Regions from separate parts of the Mus musculus genome. Here regions 1, 2, 4, 5 and 6 are each linked to region 3. Evidence: chromatin contacts called from public promoter capture Hi-C data. All regions are on one chromosome and are shown on one strand. Each heading gives the region's core, a stretch centred on a gene start, on an enhancer-like site or on the middle of the called end of the contact. The rest is flanking DNA. Distances are from core to core; before and after follow the strand shown. Region 1 holds the start of Crlf3 (cytokine receptor-like factor 3). Region 2 has its middle 6.9 kb from the start of Mir193a. Region 3 holds the start of Nlk (nemo like kinase). Region 4 holds the start of Git1 (GIT ArfGAP 1). Region 5 holds the start of Suz12 (SUZ12 polycomb repressive complex 2 subunit). Region 6 holds the start of Utp6 (UTP6 small subunit processome component).

The links. Promoter capture Hi-C pulls out the DNA fragments that hold promoters and counts their contacts.
Region 1: a promoter capture Hi-C map of pre-B cells shows a contact between it and region 3, with 2.2 times the contacts expected there. The contact joins the promoter of Crlf3 here to the promoter of Nlk in region 3. A contact is called at or near these places in 2 of 39 promoter capture datasets (liver and pre-B cells).
Region 2: a promoter capture Hi-C map of neutrophils shows a contact between it and region 3, with 2.7 times the contacts expected there. The contact joins the enhancer-like site here to the promoter of Nlk in region 3. A contact is called at or near these places in 2 of 39 promoter capture datasets (neutrophils and pre-B cells), 1 of 484 Hi-C or Micro-C datasets (pre-B cells), 1 of 115 datasets of contacts at active chromatin or transcription factors (large pre-B cells) and 1 of 9 other capture datasets (adipose tissue).
Region 4: a promoter capture Hi-C map of pre-B cells shows a contact between it and region 3, with 2.2 times the contacts expected there. The contact joins the promoter of Git1 here to the promoter of Nlk in region 3. A contact is called at or near these places in 1 of 39 promoter capture datasets (pre-B cells) and 1 of 115 datasets of contacts at active chromatin or transcription factors (extraembryonic endoderm stem cells).
Region 5: a promoter capture Hi-C map of pre-B cells shows a contact between it and region 3, with 3 times the contacts expected there. The contact joins the promoter of Suz12 here to the promoter of Nlk in region 3. A contact is called at or near these places in 2 of 39 promoter capture datasets (the C10 cell line and pre-B cells), 1 of 115 datasets of contacts at active chromatin or transcription factors (astrocytes) and 1 of 9 other capture datasets (adipose tissue).
Region 6: a contact with region 3 is called in a promoter capture Hi-C map of pre-B cells, with 4 times the contacts expected there. The contact joins the promoter of Utp6 here to the promoter of Nlk in region 3. A contact is called at or near these places in 3 of 39 promoter capture datasets (liver and pre-B cells) and 2 of 9 other capture datasets (adipose tissue and liver).

The regions. Positions count from the first base shown.
Region 1 is chr11:80,079,195-80,082,547 of GRCm38.p6, reverse strand. It overlaps Crlf3 (cytokine receptor-like factor 3), which reads left to right and starts at 1,557. Exons shown (of 8, transcript NM_018776.2): 1 at 1,557-1,764. The coding sequence starts at 1,636.
Region 2 is chr11:79,717,061-79,720,589 of GRCm38.p6, reverse strand. No RefSeq gene overlaps it. Among named protein-coding and RNA genes, the nearest start is that of Mir193a, 6.9 kb to the right of the region's middle. Within about 2 kb of position 1,364, at least 41 of the 459 cell types and tissues checked have an H3K27ac peak or open chromatin away from gene starts, as enhancers often do. A contact at or near this core is called in adipose tissue and neutrophils, where this site is marked.
Region 3 is chr11:78,695,927-78,699,168 of GRCm38.p6, reverse strand. It overlaps Nlk (nemo like kinase), which reads left to right and starts at 1,744. Exons shown (of 11, transcript NM_008702.3): 1 at 1,744-3,242. The coding sequence starts at 2,903.
Region 4 is chr11:77,491,785-77,495,178 of GRCm38.p6, reverse strand. Git1 (GIT ArfGAP 1) reads right to left here and starts at 1,767. Exons shown (of 20, transcript NM_001004144.1): 1 at 1,545-1,767. The coding sequence starts at 1,596.
Region 5 is chr11:79,991,065-79,994,546 of GRCm38.p6, reverse strand. It overlaps Suz12 (SUZ12 polycomb repressive complex 2 subunit), which reads right to left and starts at 1,441. Exons shown (of 16, transcript NM_199196.2): 1 at 948-1,441. The coding sequence starts at 1,227.
Region 6 is chr11:79,960,765-79,963,946 of GRCm38.p6, reverse strand. Utp6 (UTP6 small subunit processome component) reads left to right here and starts at 1,560. Exons shown (of 19, transcript NM_144826.3): 1 at 1,560-1,729; 2 at 3,116-3,182. The coding sequence starts at 1,638.

The DNA of each region.
Region 1 (3,353 bases), core at 308-2,807, 1.4 Mb before region 3:
GCTATGTTATCTTTAGGATAAAAACAGCTCTTCTGGCCACTCTCTCCATTTTTCTTTCAAAAGGGCTTCCTTCTATTTTCTTTACTTTCTTATTTTATTTATTCATTTTTTGTTTGTTTGTTTGTTTGAAGATTACGGTTTCTCTGTGTAGCCCTGGCCATTGTGGAACTCAGTCTTTAGGCCTCAAACTCAAAAGATTTACCTGTCACTGGCTGGGACTAAAGGGGTTTGTCACCACTGCCCAGCTGTTTTCCTTATTTTCAAGTATTCTTTTATTTCTTCTTCTCCTCTCTTCCTTCCCCTCCCCACTTTATTTATTTATTTATTTATTTATAGACCAGGCTGGCCTGGAACTCCCCCTCCCTACTTTTGAAAGTGTCTTTTTTTTTTTTCCAGACAGTGTTTTATATCACTCACGTTTCTCCCAGACTCACTACGTAACAACCAGATAACTGTTCTGAGTTCCAGATCTTCCCAAGAGCTGGGAGTAGAGGGTATGCCCCTATGTTTCGCCCATGTGGGAAGAACAGTCTGACCTGGAACATCTTCGATCTGGCCTCTAATACAGATCCATTGCATAATCCTGAGACAATCCTGTACCGTGTCTGATCCTGCTGAGGACAATTTACACACCTTGGGCTTATGGCTCATTTAAGGACTCAAATCCAACCAGTTTTAGTGTGGCTTTTCAGCAGATCACTTTTTACCGTTTTAATAGTTTGGGGGGAAAATTACAAAGACCATGTTGTGACACGTGAAAGTTATTATGCCATATCTAAAATTCTGTATTGAAAGGTTTATTTTTACATCCTTGTTGTCCAATCTGCCTTTTTTGCTCCCCATTCCAAGCAACCCTCCTTCCCCGGCCTCTCTTAGGGCTGAAACACAGGAGCAAGCGGCTCCTCTTGTTTTTACTATACATGGTCACACCCATTTACTTAATACAGCGAAACATACACTTTATCACATGCCAGCAGATATTTATCGGGAGGCCCTTACCGAAGAAAACGTGCCATCATTCGCCTTGGCCTTCTGCCAAGATTGCTGTACAGCTGGTCATCACTTGGGCCTCTCTCTCTCTTTCACCTCCCTCCTAAGAGTATCTAGGTAGTGGCGCCTGGGTCAAGTATCCTCCCAAAATTCCCGCCTCAGCTGGCATTTACTAGGAAGGTAGTACAGCGACGATTTAAGGCCCAGAGCTGTAGCCTCGGCCCTGGAGATCATGCACTGAGTTTAGGAGAGTAGATCCCCCCTCTGTGTCCCTCCACTTCCTCCACTGTGCAGGGCAGATAAGTAGTGCAGTAAGATAAGAAGTGGGAAGCACTTAGAGACGTGTTCACGTGTTTCTACTCTAGCCTCCACTTGTTTCCTGAGGAAGTGTCCAGGCGGGCGCAGCAAAGAGGCCGGAGGAGGAGCTGAGCAGACGGCGCAGCAGGTTTCACTCACTCAGACCAAGGCGCCATTAGTGCCTGTGTCCCCCCCACCCCCACCCCCCGGCGTCTGTCAATCAAGCGGCAGCGGGGGCGGGGCGTGAAGGACAGGGCAGGGCGGGGCGGCGCTTCCGCTGCGCGAGGCCGCTCGGGGTCGCTCGCGGGAGCTAGGCGCAGTCGGGAATCCGGCGGGCCGCGCGACCAGATGAAGGGCGCGATGGAGCCGGAGCCCGAGGTGCTGCTTCAGGAAGCCCGCGAGAACGTGGAGGCGGCGCAGAGCTACCGGCGGGAGCTGGGCCAGCGGCTGCAGGGGCTGCGGGAGGCGCAGAGGCAGGTCGGAGGGCCGCTGCGGGCCTTAGAGGGCGCGGGCCGGAGGGTGGGCGCGCGCGGCGGGGGCGCCCCGAGGCTCAGCAGAGGAAGTGGGTCGCAGACCTGTGGGAGACGTGACATGGGGAGGTGGGTCCTGCAGAGTTCTTCAAGGGAAAGATAAGTTTGGCGGACTGAGAAAGAGTTTGGGGAGCGCTCCTGAGCCGCCTCGCGGGGCACTTGGTGAGCGTAGGGGTGGTGTCCGAGGATGAACCACGGGAGCAAAACCCGAGGGATCGCAGAGTGAAGATCGGAAAAGAGAGTTGGGAGGAAGAGGGCATAGTCAGGGGAAACCTGCGACAGATAACTCGGTTTAGAAAGCCTGAGGGCACTGACCTGGGGACAGTAAAGGTGGAGACGAAGTAGAGGGAGAGGGAAGAAGTAAGGAGAAATGGAGAGGTTGAGCAGCAGTGACCTTAATGCCGAATGAATGGGGACGGGGGGGGGGGGGGGTTGTTATTTGAACATCTCACAAGATCCCGAACGCCTTGAACAACCTTTTAGAGTAATCTCTAGACAGGCTAGAACTGAAGGTGAAGGATGTTGAAGGGCAGAAGGAGCAAAACAAGATGTTTCAGGGAGGGTATACAAAGGTGAAGGGAAATGGAAAAACAGATTTTAAGAGAGGACTGGTAATAGAAGAGGCTAAATACACTTTCAAGTACTGCAGTTATCTCTCCACAAGGAAAGGTCGAACAGAGATAGCGGAAAGCCACATGGCTCCTCTCCACTCTCAAAGGTATACAGAAAAAGATATAAGCCCCTGCTAATGCTAGATAAGATAGATAATCCTCACATTACTATTAAGTGCTTTAGTTAATGCTTTTTGAGGAAATGGAAATTCATTAGAATTTCTCTAGGCCTAGTTTTGTAGGGTACCGTCACACTGGTAACTCCAGTGCTGCTGTGCCGAAGCAGAAAATGGTGAAGTAGTGCTGCGATAATCTTCGAATATTGTCATTGCTAATAATTTAAACCTCTCTAGAGCTGGTGTAGGCCAGGCATCAACAGTTGAGCTAGAACTAGGATCAGAATCCAGATACGACTTATGATTTAAACCTGATTTGGTGAATACTTTCAAGGTCTTCCAATGCAGACATCTGGATTTCCTTTGGAAAGAATCTGCATTATTCCTTCTGCTATTTTGAAATAAATGTTGAAAATCTAGGATTTAAAAAAAAAAGGTTTAAAATACCCTCTTTTATATAGTACTGCTTAGTCTGTGAATTTCATGTATGCATACAGTGTATTTTATCTTAGTCACCTCCCACACCACCCCCTCGAACATTTTTAAATTTTAATTTTTTAATTATTCATTTATTTTTTTTGAAACAGGGTTTCTCTGTGTAGCTCTGACCGTCCTGGAACTTGCTTTGTAGACGAGGCTGGCCTTGAACTCAAATATTTGCTAGCCTCCACCACTCAGGTTTTTTTTTTTCTTTTAAATTTATTTATTTTTTTATATATGAGCACACTGTTGATATCTTCAGACACACCAAAAGAGGGCATCAGATCCCATTACAGATGGTTGTGAGCCACCATGTGGTTGTTGGGAAT
Region 2 (3,529 bases), core at 115-2,614, 1.0 Mb before region 3:
CAAAGTTTTCCCAAAGATTTAGTTACAAAAGTTGAAACTTGGGGTTTTCAAAGTTCTGTGGGGTTCAGAATTTGGGAGTTAGGGTGTGGGTCTGTGGCAGCAGCATTGGCTACGAAGTGCAGTCTCAACTTCACATTCCTGGCCTTGGCTGGGCAGCACTCTGACCCTGGCCAGATGGCTTTTGTTGCAAGTAGATACAAGAAAGCAAACACAAGACATTCAATAATGACACACTGGATGAATACATACCAACAGACATCTTTTCTCTCCAAAATACCAGCTATTAACATGGCTAAAAGGAGACAGTTGCAGTTAGTATTATCAGAGGTAGTGGAGTTGTGAATGAATAGTTCCCCTGCTTGGTTAATGCAGACAAGGACACACTCCTCTGGTTAATGCAGACAAGGACTCACTCCTCTGGTTAATGCAGACAAGGACACACAACTCCTCTGGTCACTGCTGCTGTCTGAGGGGCAGACTTGATGGGTTGTGTTTGTTTATCAGGAGCAGAGGAGCATGTGGGAGCTGAAACTTTAAAGACCCCATTCTTGGTTTTCCCTTGTGCACTTCTTCAGAGCCTCCCTGTGGCCAAAGTTCCATTTGGAAACCTAAAAAGGTTTATCTCATCACAACTTCCTAGAAGCTAATTAGAAAAAAAAAATGTGCTAATTGGATAATCTGGTTTCAGTTGTTCTAATTATACTCCTTGGTGGGAGGGGTATAAATTATAATAAAAATATAAAATATAACAGAAATTCTTCCAAAAGTATAAAACACCCAGAAAGCCTAAGTATAAATTTCCAAAAATAGTCTTAAAGTAGATTAAGAATTGTTTTTTAACTTTAGGGCATGTGTGTGTGTGTGTGTGTGTGTGTGTGTGTGTGTGTCTGTGTGTGTGTACACGTGCACACACACCTTTAGGGCAAAGGACAAATCACAGGAGTTAGTTTTCTCCTTCTCCCATGTGGGTTCTGGAAATCGAACTCAGGTCCTCAGACTTAGCAGCAAGCACCTTTGCCTGCTGATCCATTTTGTCAGCCCAAACTAAGAATATTTATTATAATGTGTCCCATTATACAAAGACAACCCATCTCCTAGAAAATGCACAGCTCTTCCCCACTACAGGATGTCTGAAGAGACTCGGGATTGGGGGTGGGGTGACTCCCACCCGACCTGGAATTAAATGAATTTTCTCTGTTTATTGCAACCCAGTTTCAGCATTCTGAAATGTCAAGCCCTCTTTCTTAAGACGACTCCTACAAGTGACTACCAGCAATTTCCTCATCGCCTAAGATTTCTAAACCCCAAATTGGGAAAGAAGTTCTTGATTCCATTGGTGATTTCTACCTCGCCCTGGCACTGGGCAGATCTGTGGGAGTAATTTTACTCCCTGATTGGGAAACACTTTGGGTCTGGCTGAGAACTGCTCTGGGGACAAAATGGCAAAAGAGATAGCTGGGGTTGGGGGCTGCCCGGGAGAGCATACCCTTTAAGCACCATGTACCTGGGTCAGATGTTCTGTTAGTGTTGGCAGCAGCCTGGCACACCTGCCTGATAAACCCAGTGCTACTGGGGAACTCCAGGCTATATTTAGTCAAGGCTAGCTGCCCCAGCCACCTGCTACAGTCGTGCTTGCTTACAGCCCAGTGGTGTGGTTAAGGTCCGTCAGGGCATTACAGAAAGGAGGAGGGCACCTTCTCTGGCTCTCTGCGGCATGCATGTTCGTTGGGCAAATATGGACATTGAAGGAGCAACCTGAGGCTCACACATACTGCTTGGGTAAGCAACATGGGACAGCCCAGAGCAACAAGGTGGGAGTGCCCAGGGCTAGTACAATAGTTTCACTCTCTGGGTTTTAAACCTAAGTCACCTCTCACCCTGAAGGGAGAAAACATCTTTTTGAATGACAAGAGAGAAAAATCCTCAAAGACCTTCAACAATGTCCCCAGTCACTTTTTTCTTTCTTGCTGGCGACACTGCTTCTCTCTGAAGACATGGACAGACGTTGGTGAAAAAACTCCACATACGTAACTTCAGTCCCCTGGGCTGCCTGCCTCTAATATGATTACACATTAAATGCAATAAATGGAGCAAAGTGGTATTATTTTTTCTGGGAAAAACCAACATCATAAAAGAGTCTTTATTGAATCAGAGGCCCATGAACTGTTCTCTTGCCTAATTATGGCTCCAAGTGAATGAGGCTGGGTTTCCAGGCAGGGCTCTCTCAAGTCTCCGGCCCGAAAAGCAATGGGATATTTGTCACAACTTGTCTAATTACAACAAAATCCACCAGGAGGACAGACAGGGAGAATGCCAGGGGAGGTTGGCAGCAGCCCCTCCCCCACTCGGGAGCTGGCGAGGAGAGGCTGGTTTTCTAGCTACTTCTATTTTCAGAAGCTGACCCCCTGCTCCACTCCCACCCCTCATATCTAAGTTAGGACCCCAAGACCCCTTTCCTTGAGTTCCGGCTCTGCCCACCCCCCCCCCCCCAAGCCTGTGTCTATAGAAAAGAGCCATTGTGGAGATGGGCTCCTTTTGCCAGATGTTTCAACACTCAAAATCTGGCCAAGGTTACTGTGAGTGCGCGAATGCATGTTCTCAGACCTGGCCAAAGATGAGCACTTGCTGTCACCAGATTGCGGGAGAGAGCGTGAAGGTGGGTGAGTGAATGTGTCCGAGAGTCTGGGAAGGGAGGGCTCACCCTCCACACTAACAGGGTAGAGCTAGTGATTTGCTGACTTCTCACAGATATGGAAGGGTCTGGCCAGGAACACTGACCGGACATTCTGCTTATACTTAAGTCCTGCTTGCGAGGATCTGCTGCACTCAAACTTCCAAAAGCAACAGTGAGCTCCAGGCCAGCCAGCGTTACACAGTGAGACCCTGTCCCCAAGCAAACAAAAACAAAACTTCCAAAAGCAAAGACATAGTTTCTTCCTGCCTCTGTGTTCTGAAGCCCACAACAGCCAGGTCAGTGGTAAGAGGTCAGACAGCAGCCTGCCCCTCCCACGGACCTGTCTCCTCCAACCATCTCCAGTAGTGATCACTGGACTCCTCTGGAACATAGGCACTTCTGGCAACCCTACCCCAACCAGCTGATTACAGGTAAATCTCTCTGGCAAAGGCTTTTCTTCCAGGTTTCTCTACAGATATCAAGTTAGCAATCGGGCTTGCCAGCCTCTGGCTGTCCTATCTTGACCTTACTAGAGTTTGCTCATCAGCCCCCACAAGCCCAGGGGTGAACTCTGGTATCACTTGGGACCAGCCTCCATGTCCTACCCTCCACCTTGTGCCTGGCATTCCCACGGGCTTTCTGTTCACTTTTCATAATGCCCCACAAAGCAGGTTTGGATGGAGTCGGAAAACTGAGTTTGGGGAGGTATTACCAGCCCAATCCAGCCAGTGTCTATAATGACCAAGCTCCCAAATCTAGTCAGCCAGTGCCTCCTCCCCAGCCCCGTCTGCAGCAGCAGAACAGGTCCCTGACGGCCTCTGGAAAGCAAGGTGCTACCAGCAAGGGGACCACGCC
Region 3 (3,242 bases), core at 495-2,994:
AAATAGACTGCCAAATTATTTTTCTTATTTATTTACTTGTTTGTTTATTCTTTATTACACATATTTATATTTGTTTGGTTTGAGACCCTAGATATCCTAGGACTTTCTTTGTAGAGCAGGTTGACCTTGAACTCACAGAGATCCACCTGCTTCTGCCTCCCAGGTGCTGGAATTTAAGGCATGTGCCGCAACATCTGGCTACATATTTCTATGAACACGGGTCAATGACAAACTTCTCTGGAACTCAACCCAAGTCAATTCCTTATATTTCAAAACCATGTTGAACTTTGGAACTTTGGAACTTTGGAATATATCATTGTTCATATGATCCTGGGATTTTTTTCATGGGCTCATATTTTCTGCTGAAATTTCTCTATGCCTTCTTTCTTGGTTTAACCAACAATTTTACAGGCAGTACTTCACCTTTTACAGATGATGGGAGCTGAAAAGTTTACTATGTCCTCAACAGCCCATCAGGGAGCTGTAGGCAGGGAGATGCATTAAATACACTATTGGTGTTACAGTCAGGTAATGCAAATTGAGGAGTAGAAGTGGAGAGGAGCTCAAAGGTGTTTAAGACTACTTTCTTGATAGGAAAGGGAAGAGTGGACAGGCAAAAGAGGAATCAAAAATGGCCTCTAGGTTTTGATACACAGTTTTATTGAAAAGAATGTCTGTTAGCCTAGTATTTAAGAATAAATTTAGGTTAAGCAAAGTAATATCAAAGAATGATGTTCTTCTAGTAAAATTTCAATGAATGGAACTTACTTGACCAGAAAACTTTGGGAGATTATTACTGTTTAGGGGCTTTAACGTGTTTTTTTTTTCCCCTGGTTTTTAATTTGTATAAATTTTGCAGTCTTGGTATACTGAAAATAAAGCCTCTTTTTGGTCAAAATCAAGCTTAACTGATGAGTCTACTTTGTTTCGTATTACGAAACCTTGAGTTTTTGAAGCTTAACATGCCTTTTTGCTCCTTCTATTTTTTCCCATATCTTGTACCTTAGAAAGAGTTGTAGATGGCTCCTATCAATGGACCAGTGATAATTTAGACTCCGCCTTCTCCGCCTAAGTCCCGCCCACATCAAAACCACACCTCTCTCTTAGCCCCGCCTCCTGAAGATGTCGTCTCCGATATGACAGCAAATTCTCCACAATGCTATCCAATGGGACATACGAAAGGCGGGACCTATGTCAATCTTTTTTCCCCCATTTGTCCAATTATATATCTATTTGTACTCAGTTCCATCCCACTTAGTCTTCAACCCAAGGATTGGTTTCTCTGTTCTTTGTTCCTGGCTCGTGATTGGTTTTTTTCCTCATTCCGCCCCTCTCTTCTAGCTCTTGCAGGCGGGATTAGCACGCAGCTTCCTGCTCTTTCCAAAAATAAAAAAATAAAAAAAAAATAAAAGAAGAAAAAGAAAAGAGGAGAGAGGCGAAAGAAAAAAAAAAAAAGTCACGGAGATTTTTGATTTTTAATTGGCTTTCAGTCTTGTCGGTCAGGCCAAGATTTGCCTTTTTATTGGTCTGTCTGTCTGCCCATCCTGAACCGGGGGCGGGATTTCCCCAGGAGACCCACACCTGGTTGCCACTGGTCGACCAGTGCGCCTGTCTGAAGCTTCCGGCCAGGGATTGGAGGCGGACGCGGACAGGTGGGCGTGGATTGGCTAGGGCAGCCGGTCAGTGTGAGGCGGGGGCGGGGCCTCGGCGGCTGGTTGCGCGTGTCCGCCGCTGGCTCCGCTCTATCCGGCTTTGCTAGGGGAGGTGAGTCCGGCCGCGGCGGCACCGGCGGCTGAGAAGGCGGCGGCTGAAGAGAAAGCGGTCACGGCGGCTGTGGAGAAAGCGACCGTGGGCACGGAAGCCGGGTGGGGGGGAGGGGGGGAGACGGAGCAGCCTTGAGCCCTGCAGGGGCCGTCGCGCGGGGGACCCACCCGCTCTCCCCCCCAACCCTCCTCAGCACAAGCCGGCGGCGGCGGGGGCAGGAGTCAGCCTGCTTCCGACCGTCCCCCGCCCGCTTCCCGGGGCTCCTATTCTTTGGCCCCGGGACCCTAACCTCCTCCGGGGCGGTTCCCTGTGTCTGGGCGTCCGAGTACTGCCCACCGCTCTTTCATTCCCTCCCTGCACCTTCTTCCCTTCACTTTTGCCGGGGTTTTCTCTCTCCTCTTCTGTCCTGCCTGTCGCCTCTTCGCCTCACTCTCTTCCTCCAGCCTCCTTCCCTGGCTCATTCTGCCTAGGAAAGTTTGGTACATCTCCTCAGTCCCCCCAATCAGGTCAACCAGACTCGGAGTAGGGGGCGATGTAGGAAGGCCTGAGAGTTCGAGGGGAGGGAAGCTGGAAGCTGGTTTCCCTGATAATTTCCCCTCATCTTTTTTGATTTAGAGTGGTTGGAATTTTTTTTTAATTGTGTTTTTGAGGAGGTGGGAGGTGTTTAGAAAAGGATGTGGGAATGGAAGGGGTAGATGAGTCAACCCTCTTACAAGATTCCAAGGGTGGCGTGTTACCAGATCCTTTTCGTGTGCGGAGTTCAGGGGGTCGGGAGGTTTGGCCTTTATTCCCACATTCAAAGTTGGAACCTCCCCCCCATTAAGAATGGAGTTTTAGTATCCACTTGTGGCAGGAATCCTGGGGGGAAGGGGCCCTTTTCCCTTTTTCTTTTCCTTTTTTTTTTCTTCTTATTTTATGTTCTTAACTTTTATTTTGACAACCCATACCCTTCCACACACTCTCACCCCCAAATCGAACACCCAAGATTGTCAAACTTGTCTGGATTGACCGATGAAGACATAAAGCCAGTTCCGCTCTATGTTTTTTGAGGTGGAGTGAGTGGTTTTTCTTCATTTTTTTAAATGGCCAAATGACAGCTTGACCCAGTTTGCTTTCCAATCAAAGGGCATTTTTTTGAATGTCTCTTTGTGGCACAAGAGCCAACGCAAAAATGATGGCGGCTTACAATGGCGGTACATCTGCAGCTGCAGCAGGTCACCACCACCACCATCATCACCACCTTCCACACCTTCCTCCTCCTCACCTTCACCACCACCACCACCCTCAACACCACCTTCATCCGGGGTCGGCTGCTGCCGTACACCCAGTCCAGCAGCATACGTCTTCGGCAGCTGCGGCAGCCGCCGCAGCAGCTGCAGCCGCAGCCATGTTAAACCCTGGGCAACAACAGCCATATTTCCCATCCCCGGCACCGGGTCAGGCTCCTGGGCCAGCCGCAGCAGCCCCAGCTCAGGTAC
Region 4 (3,394 bases), core at 518-3,017, 1.2 Mb after region 3:
GGGGGCTATGAGCTCAGTGGCCTAACATCTAACACACCCTGTTCCTCCCAGCACCGACTGGGTGTCCAGAGGCTGCAGCCAGCCAGTCACAGACTCTATCTGCTCCAGAACCAAGAATGTAGACTGGGAAATGCAAGGGTCCTCAAAATCCATTTCTGTTCCACCTGAGACCCAGAGTGAGCAAAGCATCATAGAATAAGCTGGAAACAAAGCTACTACCTGACCCTGGCTCCCCTGATGGGGCCTGCTAGGCTCCACAGACACACCGCTCATCCATTCAAGGCCAACCGGGGAAAGGGAGTCGTCATTTCCAGCTAACTAGGGGTATGGATGTCCATCTGTAAACGGATCTTCTAGGACCCTCCAAACCGTGACATATCCTAAGGAGGTCTCAGGGTCAGTCACCTACAAGGTGTCCCATGTTCATGACTCTGCAACTACCCACAACTCCCAGTACTCCAGTTTAGATCATGAGAATTACAGGACCATCATTCCTTGGGCTCACGGTCAGATCTTGGGATTTTAAGGGGTGACTACAAGTTATGGGCCTGCATATCAGCACTCCACACTCTCACCTAATCACATCTTCATTACCCAGAGTCCATAAGACCCCGAGACTGTATGGAGACACAGCTTCTTTTATAGAGGATGGGCAAAGGCCAGAACTTCCTGCCTCCAGCCAGCTGCTGAGTCCCATCAACGGCTGTGTCCTCCCAGAGAAGGGACCAGCCTGGTGAGTTGTTGCCCTCCCTTCACTTCCTCAGCAAGCCAAGGGGGCTTTCACAGCAGCTCAGACCGACTCACTCTGCTGGTTAGTAGGGAGGAAGCAGTGTGTAAGTCCAGTTCGCTCAGGAGTCAGCTGGACCAGGGGAGCATAAGCAACCTCACCGCTTTCTCCTATCCAATGAGCTAGAGACCAGGAGGGATCGGCGTCTAGACTGAACCAATACCTAGCACACCTTCTCCAACAGGCCTACCCGGAACAGGAAAAGCTGAGTCTAGATGTTCCCAGACACCAGCAGGCCTGGAGATGCTTCCGGGGAAGATGCCCATGCTTAGATTGTTCCTGAACACCGGGCCCTCTAAGCAGCCCCAGCCTTGGGAAGCAGGGGCGGGGAGTCTTAAGAGTAGCTGCCCCTGTCAGGTGCTCCCTAGGAGCTCGTATCCAGGCCCCTTGCCCTCCACCGCTCCGGCGGGCACGCGGGCCATGTGAGCAGCAGGTGCAAGACGCGGGGGTGGCAGGGATGACACAAACCATCCTAGCGCCCACCTCCCACAGCCTGCCGGCCTCCGCCACAGCCCTCCTGCCACACCAGGCTGGCGCTTCCGTCTGGATGCCGCGATGGAGGTGGGAGGCGGTTCCCTCCCGTTCACCGGCTCCAACGCACAGCGCCCCCCGCAGCCGGCCCTCCCGCCAAGGACGCCGCTCCGCAGTGGCCCCCGCCCCGCCCTCCGGCCCGGCACAGCGCTCCCGCCAGGCCTCGGCGCCCGCCCGGCGGCGGCCTGCGGCGCGGTCCCGCCCCCGACCCGATCCCGCCGCTTACCCGGAGCGCTGCAGTCCGCACACACCTCCGCTCGCGGCCCCTTCCGGGACATCCTCAGCGGCGACGCGGCCGCAGCCCTCTGGGCCAGCGTGGGGGGCGCGGGCGGCGGGCCCGGGCGGCGGCGGCGGCCCTGCGGCCCGGCCCGGCTCCCGCAAGGCCCCGGCGAGGCTCCGCGCGCGCGGCCAACCGTCCGCCCCCGGGGCTGGCCCGGAACCCGCCGTGCCCGCCCGCCCGCTCGCCCTCGGGCGCCCTCCGCCCCGCGCCGCCCCGCGCCGCCCCGCGCCGCCCCGCCGCCGCTCGCCGCTCTCCCCGCCCCCTGCGCGGCCCAGGCCGCTCCTGCAGGAAGCAGTGAAAGCCCTGCCCACCGGGGGAGGGGCGGCCCGCACCCCGCCCCGGCGCTCCGCTCAGCTCCGTGGCTGAGCCTCTCGGAGAAAGGAAGCCTGCGCGCAGGCGGGAGTGGACGGGGGTTCTTAAAGGAGCCGCGGCCCGCGCCCGCCTGGTCTGCAACCGAGACACACGCTAGCACTTTGACCTTCACTTTCCGATTGGGGAGTGGTCCAGGGGACGCTCGGCCCAAAAACCGAGAGACGGACGTGGTGGGGATCGGGGTGGACAGGAAGCATTCCCAGGCACAATGCTCCTAGCGGTCAGAGGCTGGGTTGGGGTGAGGTGTGTGTTCTGGTCCCCTGTGTCCAAGTCAGTGTGTCCAGGTGGGTCTGTGGCCATATCCCTGCGGTGTACACTCACTACCACCAATATGGACGGCCAGGTGCCCGAGAGGTCACTTAACTGTGACTCCCTCTCTGTGGGACTAAAAATACATCATTCTTGTTTCAAATAGGAAAGCAAAGAATCTGGGTGATTATTAAGAGTGTTGTGTGCACCAGTAATAACTTGCTATCTGTTTCGTGTACATCAACGATGTTTCCGGGCTGCCCGACGGGTGTGTATGTATCCTAAGCATATGCTTATAACAGGAGCCAATTTTTGTAAGGATTTTTTTTTTCTTGGACTTCTCATGGAGACGGGGGTGGGGGGAGCAAGGAACTAAAGTGCATGTTGCACGTGGGTGCACCCCACACTGAGCATGCTCCCCCATACACGTGTGACCCGTTTGTGCCCAGCCCCCACCCCTACAGCCGCAAAAGGGCTGTCAGAGAACTCAGCTTATGGAGAGGGCAAAAGCACACAACACCAGGTTGGGGGGGGGGGGGTGAGGGGCGGCGGCGCGCTCGTAGGGGAAGGGGCAGGTCAGCGGTGGCAGAGTTAAGGGAGATTCCTGGGTGTTAGGGATTCCTGCTCAGTAATAAAACGGAGGTTTGAGGGGAGTCCTTGGTTAGGGGTGTCTGAGTGGGTCTATTTCTCCCAGCAATGCCAGAGCAGCAGTGACTTGTGGGTGGGCAGGCTCCTTCCCTAGGGGGAGACAAGTAATGCTTATGAGTCACACCACCCAAAATACACGCAAAGTTCCATCGCCTTTTGCTGCAACCCAGATTGACAAGTTTGTTTGAAATTGTGATCCACAGGATATATTTATAATCTCACCTTAAAAAAAAATCTTGCAGACACCCCCCACCCCCAACCAGTAGCTCAGCAGGTGGGGCTTCTGCCAGCAAAGGGTGGTGGTCATGCCACACCATGCTGCACTCATACCCAAGAGTCTGTAGGCTTGGTGGCCGCAGCAATGGAGGTGGGAAGCAGTCTAGCAGCTGAAACTGGGCGCGCAGCCCAGGAGCAGTGGCCGCCCGTTCACCCCGGATCGACCCCCAGCTATGGAATTTCATTTATTAAATGTCGAGGCAGCTGCTGGCAGCCCCGTCGCTTGGCTGCCTTTGTTTCTTCGCTGTGTG
Region 5 (3,482 bases), core at 192-2,691, 1.3 Mb before region 3:
TCGAAATGATTTGTATTAAATTCCAATAAGAATTTCACGAAGAATCAATGAAAATGAAGGAAGAGTATTAAAACAATGTAAAACGTCTTTCCAAGCACAGCTGATACCAAAGCCCATAACATATGCCACGGATATAGTGTAAATAAAGAGATTCAACGGCAAAGCTGACTTCATTCAAGTTGCCGTAAAATACCCAGCTAGAAGATTGCTAAATTCCACTATCTACACAAAAGAGGTGCAAAACCATCAGGATATAATGCCCACTTAGTAACAATTTTATTTATAGTCATAATGTTTATAAATTCTATTGTTTGTTTCCAGGCACTGTGTGATCCCCTTTCCAAAAAAGTCAGTTTCGCCCTCCACGCATCTTTTAAAACGAAAAACCGGGATTTAAAAAAAAAATGTTCTGGAATTAAGAAACAACTCCAAGGTTGTCCACGGAGAGGACGCTTGCCCCATTCTGTCTCTCTCAGTCTACGCACCCATAAAATGGGCGGAAAGGTTTGAAAAGCTTAAAAGGTTTCAAATGCTGCGTGTTCACTCACACGCAGCCAGAGTGGGTACGAACGCATTTCAGACCCATGACAATTTCCTCGGCTTTACAACACTCATCTCCGGACAGGCTGTGTCTCGTCCCCCCGAAACCTACAACTATAATCCCTGTACTTGTGGAGTAAGGAAGACACAAACGAAAACACCAACTCGTCTCGGGATCTATATGCGCTCAGTTCAACCGTCACGTCCCCACCTCCAAGGCTGCTCTGAACCTGGGGGCCCCGGGGCGACCCTTCCGGGAGTCAGGGACCTGCTCGGGACCCCGGCGTTCCCCAGCGAGTCCTCCCTCCACTCCCAAAGCAAGTGGACTCTCCGAGAACCCGGCGGAGTGCCCCGTGCCCCGAACGCCGGAGAGGGGCACCCCTGCCCTCGAAGCCGCTCACACTCACTCTCAAAGGCCTGGAGGAAAAGCTCGTGGTCAGCCTGGACGTGCTCCATTTTCGGCTTCTTCACCGGCAACACCGCGGCCCCCGCCGCCGCCGCCGCGGCCGCCGCCGAGGAGGAGGAGGCCGAGTAACTGCCGCCGCCTCCACAGCCCCCGCCGCCGGATTTGCCGCCCGAAGCCGCCGCCGCCACCGCCGCCGCCGAACCCCCGAAGCCGCCTCCCCCGGACCCCGCGCTGGGCCCCGAGCCGCCCCCTCCCCCACCGCCGTGCTTCTGAGGCGCCATCGCGGTTCCTGCCTCCTCCCCCCGCCAGCTACCCGCCGGGCGGCCCCGGAGAGTGAGCGCGCCTGCTACACCAACCGCTCGCCCCAGCAGGCTCCAGCGGACCGAGGGGGGAAGGAGGAGAGAGGGGAGGAGAGGGGAAGGGAAGGGAGGAGGAGAGGAGGGAAGGAGGGAGGAAAAAAAAAAAGTGTCTCCTCCGAGCCCCGCTCCGCTTCGGAGGCCGCTCACCCTACCCTGGCCTCGCTCCGCCCACTTTCCCCGCCCGGCGCTCTGATTGGCCGGCGGGAGCGCGCGCCGCCGGGCCGCCCAGCCCGTTGGTCCGCAGAGTCCCCCGTCAGTCACGCGGAGGCGCTTCTCGCGGAGGCGCGGCTTGGTTGGCCCGTGCGCGCTGCCGACCGCGGGCCCGGACGCCTCTTTGAACTGAATTCGCGGGAAAATGAGGGGTCGGAGCGGCCTTCCTGCTCGTCCCGGTGCATTGTGGGCAGAGGGGGACTCGCGAGCGGCTTTGGGAGCCGTTTCTCGCCTTGAGAGCTTCGTCAGTCGCCGCCCCCAGGGGGGCAGAGGTCCCCTGGAGAGAGAGGCGGGTGACTGAGAAACTGAAGGCGAAGGGGCCTTTGAAAGGAGCGGAGGTCCACCGCGGATCCCGAGACTGTGTGGTCTCAGGAAGTGACCTGCCCCGGGGGTGCTGTGTGCTCAGTCTCATCTCCACTGAGGCAGGAGGAGATCGGATCCCCTGGCCGCCACGTGCCCCAAGCCACCCATGGCCGAAATCCCCTAGCGCAGCCACTGGGTTGTCGGACGTGAAGGGCTCGCCTACGAAAGGGAGCGACCTATTTTGTGGCGGCCGTTTCTCAGAAATTAAGGAGACTTGGTTTTGTTTTGTTAAGTGATGTGAGGTTTTGGGATTCTGTGGAATTGGGTTGTGGCTTCTCAACACGATGCGAGCAAAGTAGATACTTCATTTTCTCTGAGACAAATAGGTGATTCGAAGTAAAGACATTTCTTGAAGTTTTATTTATTGTACTGCCAAAAGCTTGTGAGGAACGCTGTGTTTTGAGTGTCTTGTTTAAAAAGATAGATAAACTGGGCGGTGGCGCACGCCTTTAATCCCAGCACTCCAGAGGCAGAGGCAGGCGGATTTCTGAGTTCAAGGCCAGCCTGGTCTACAAAGTGAGTTCCAGGACAGCCAGGGCTACACAGAGAAACCCTGTCTCGAAAAACCAAAAAAAAAAAAAAAAAAAAAAGATAAACAGACCCGACCTAAGTCTGTTGGTACAAATTGGCTTACTCTGAATAACTTGGATTTCAAGTTAGACAAAATAACCAGCTTATATTGCTTATATTTTAACTTTCTAAAAATGTTTTTATGCTCGGTGGTGGTGGCACACACCTTTAATCCCAGCACTTGGGAGGCAGAGGCAGGCAGATTTCTGATGCGAGCCTGGTCTACAAAGTGAGTTCCAGGACAGCAAGGGCTATACAGAGGAACCCTGTGCCTAAGTCTACACCAAGGTCGTATGCTGCGGTCCTTACAGCCAAAAGAGGATGTTGCCTCTCCTGGAAATGGAGTCACAGGTGGTTGTGAGGCCTAGGGTGGGTGCTAAGAATCAAATAGAGATCTCTGAGAGAGCAGCCAGTGCTCTCAACTGCAGAGCTGTAAGTCCAACCCCACGTTATGTTTTATATTAAGAAGAAACTTTAGAATGCTCTCATTATACTAGTCTGTATTTAAGAATATTTCTTACTGCAAAATAGGTATATGGTGGGTTTTTTTCCCCCTTATGTTTCTGAAGAACGTCTCTGATGAATGCCACCCCACCGAGGTTTCTGGAGTTTTAGCTGCGGTATTGCTTTATAGCGTTAGGAAATTCAGTCAGGGTCTGAATAATTAAATTACTCTAAGCAAATCCAAAAATATCGCATTACAAACTAGAGTGCTAATTTAACTATGTGACAACTATATAGCTGTCAAAATGTTCCCTCTTCATCATTTGTCAGGGTTCAGTTGTAGGGAGGGAGAGGACGGAGGGACAAATACAGTCAAATAACCAAGTGAAAGATTATCATGAATGTTTGATGAAAGGAGAAATGCACCTAAGGGATTTGGGGTATTCTTAAAGGAAATGGTAGTAGCAGGCATTAATGTGATGTTATACATCTGTGCTAACCAACATTAATCATGAAAAAGCCAGCCATGCCATGAGAGAGGCGCTGCTGACCAGTCCTCACTTCTACATTCCTTATCTAGAATGTCCAGA
Region 6 (3,182 bases), core at 311-2,810, 1.3 Mb before region 3:
GTCATTTTTATTATAGTAATTCTTAAGGCAAGATAAGTATAACAGCTAAATATCAAAACAACAGTGGAGAGCACAGTTGAGAACTGTAGTTAGCAAAAAAAAAAAAAACCAAAAAAAAAAAAAACAACAAAGAACTGTAGTTAGCTCATTACTCTCTGTCAAATTTGTCTGGAAAGGAAGGATTACAATCTGTCAGGCTTGTTGACTTCCTTGAACTTAAAGAAACGTTATAAATGCCTTACACTTGCGCATTTATTTGTTGATTTTTTTTTTTATTATTACAAGCTTCCTGCCCACACTGGACTTGCTGTTCACAGTCATCCCCATTCTGACTAATAACAACAAGTCCTGCGTTACTATTACAAGGAAACTGCATCTTTAATTTACATACATGATTTCCTTCCATGTCTCAGATCTTAGATCTGAAAGGGCTGGGAAGTGATGAAGCTCACATTGACCTTTGTGTCAGTTCTGAGGCCAGTGGGACAAGATGTGAAACAGAAAGGGAAGGAAAGCAAGGAGCTGGGTGGCTCTGGGTGACTATGAAGTCTAGTTCCCTCTCATAAATCACGTAGAAGACCGGGGTAACGACGTGAGTGTTCTAATAACAGGTCTAGCAAGAAGCCCTGCTTTGGCTTTTTATCATCTTCCAGAACTTAACAGAGAAGGGAACCACAGATTTTTTTTTTAAGGTGGTAGTAATTATACAGCAATGTTGCTTCCAAGGTGGATCTCTTAGAAACACTAATTTGCTTGGACAATGTTGTAAGGAAGATCTGTGTAAATATTGATCTATTTCACCAACTTTCAAACTTTTCATTGTTTTCTAAAACAAATGACAGTTTCTGCTATTTATCCAGTGCCTAAAATTTTGAAGTATTTTGTCTACATAGGTCAAGATATTTATTTTTAATTTAAAAACCGTGTGTGTATTCACGTGGGCGGGCACACGCGCCATAGAACGCGTGTTGAGATCAGAGGATAATTTGCAGGAGTCAGTGCTCTCCTTCTACCGAATTTAGGTTGCCAGGCTAGGTAGCACGATGGCCCTAATTATTTAAATAATACATTTTTTCTCACCATTTTAAAAAGAACCAACCATTCAGAGGCTTTCATTGGGACGTGAAAATGCACGGTTACCATACTGGTTTCGTGAAGCCAGCCGACTAAGACCAGGGCAGCTGGTCCGCAGCCTTAGAGCCTCATCGAATTTGCATAATTAACAATATCGTCTTCAGTTACATTTTTTAGTTTTCAGTGTTCTCGGTGACGAGAAGCGAGAACCTGCGACAGGAGCATGATAAAAACAAATGACTTCCAGGTAGCGTACTTAAAGCTCCTATCAGGTATTCCGGGAGGAGCTTTTTCCGGTCTCCGAGGCGCGAGGATTTAGCCCCGCCCCCAGCCCCGCCCCCGCAAAAGATGCATTCCCAGACCGGAAAAGGTTCTTGCTGCAATCCTATAGTCAACCACAGGGAGGCGACAGCGGCTTCGCTAGAAAAGAGGGGCTCCCCAATGGCGGAAGCGGAAAAGGCGGGACTTACGAAGCACGTTCAGTCAATCACTAAGAGTGAGGCTGAAAGGTGGCTGTTCTCTACGCTTATCGGCCGCCCGGCTGCTTGTGAAGTTCCAGCCTCATGGCGGAGATAATTCAGGAACGTATAGAAGATCGAATCCCGGAGTTGGAACAGCTGGAGCGCATCGGACTCTTCAGTCACGCGGAGATTAAGTGAGAGAGGATCAGGGAAGAGGAAGGAGCGGGGAGGCCGGAGGGGAGCTTGAGGCCAGTGTGTGGCGGGGACCGGCGTGCTGACTTTTCTGAGTTTGTTTGTAGCTACCATGCTAGCAGAGGGAAAAGTCCGTGGCTGGAATTTGACCACGGTCAGAATTCAACTTTAACGTATTGCAATGCGATCCATAATCAGTCCGTTTACCCTTCCTACTGACCGTCATCCAATGGTCAGGGTCTTGCGGCCGTAAAGGTGATCCAGCCAGGATCCTAGCCCGTCAAGGATACTGGGCAGTGTGAATGGCGGGAGAATTCCGATTAGAAAATGGTTATAGTTTAAAAGTTTGGGGTATACAGCTTTAGATAGTCGAGTACAGCGCCACGGAAGCCCAGGGGGAGTGGGTAGGTCTCCCTAACTAAACTTATAGACTGAAGACCATTCAATTCATTTCCTATGCTTCTTTAGCGCTCTGCCACAGGGCACGGAATATAGTTGGCATTTGGTAATTTGGTAAAATCAGTTACTTTTAGTGATTTTCTGTAACAGTTTACTTTTCTATGACTCTAGATAAAAGTGCAGTAGTAGTGTGAGTGTAGGATCCGCAAAGAAAAACGTTAGGAAACACCGCGAGGACGCTTAGAAAGTGCTAAATGTTGCCCGGAGTCAGGGCACCGGCCTTCAATCCCAGGACTTGGGAGGCAGAGGTGGGCGGATCCCTGTGAGTGCTACCTGTCTGGAAAAACAAGGGGGGCGCGGTGCTAAATGTGTTACCATTCTTAAATATTGTCTTGAGTATTCTGTTTTTCTTAGAACACATGTATGCTCACTCCTTTGTCGTAATATTTAGTTAGAGACAATTTAGGTTTTAAGAATTTACATGCTGAAAATAGACCCAAGATTTTAGGATAGAGATTTGGTTAACAAAAACCTAAGCATTGAAGCTAAGAGCATTGCAGAGTGCTTGCTTAGCATGCCAACGCCTTGAGTTTGATTCTAGAGAATGTATACATACACACACACACACACACACACACACCCCAAGACAAGCCCCTAAGTAGCCTAAATTTGGAGGAGAAATCTTTGTTAGTATGTATAAATAATAAAAAGCATTAGGCATTATTTACTTTGCTGGTGGGAACAGTAATGATCTTGGCAACTGAGGTGATTTTCCTGAAAGTTTAAAACTGTATGTGGATGTTCTTAACAGCATAGAGTAAGTGTGTAACAGCATAGAGTAAGTGTGTAAGAGAATGCGTGCTTTGCCTGTGGAAGATAACTGTGTTCAGGAACTAGATGTTCCTGTTAAATGTCCGTTTTCGGTATATCCCAAATAAAAATCACATTTAACCTCTCAAATGTCACAGTGTAATTTGCTCTCTCTGCAGGGCTATCATCAAGAAGGCTTCCGACCTAGAATACAAAATACATCGGAGAACCCTTCTCAAGGAAGAC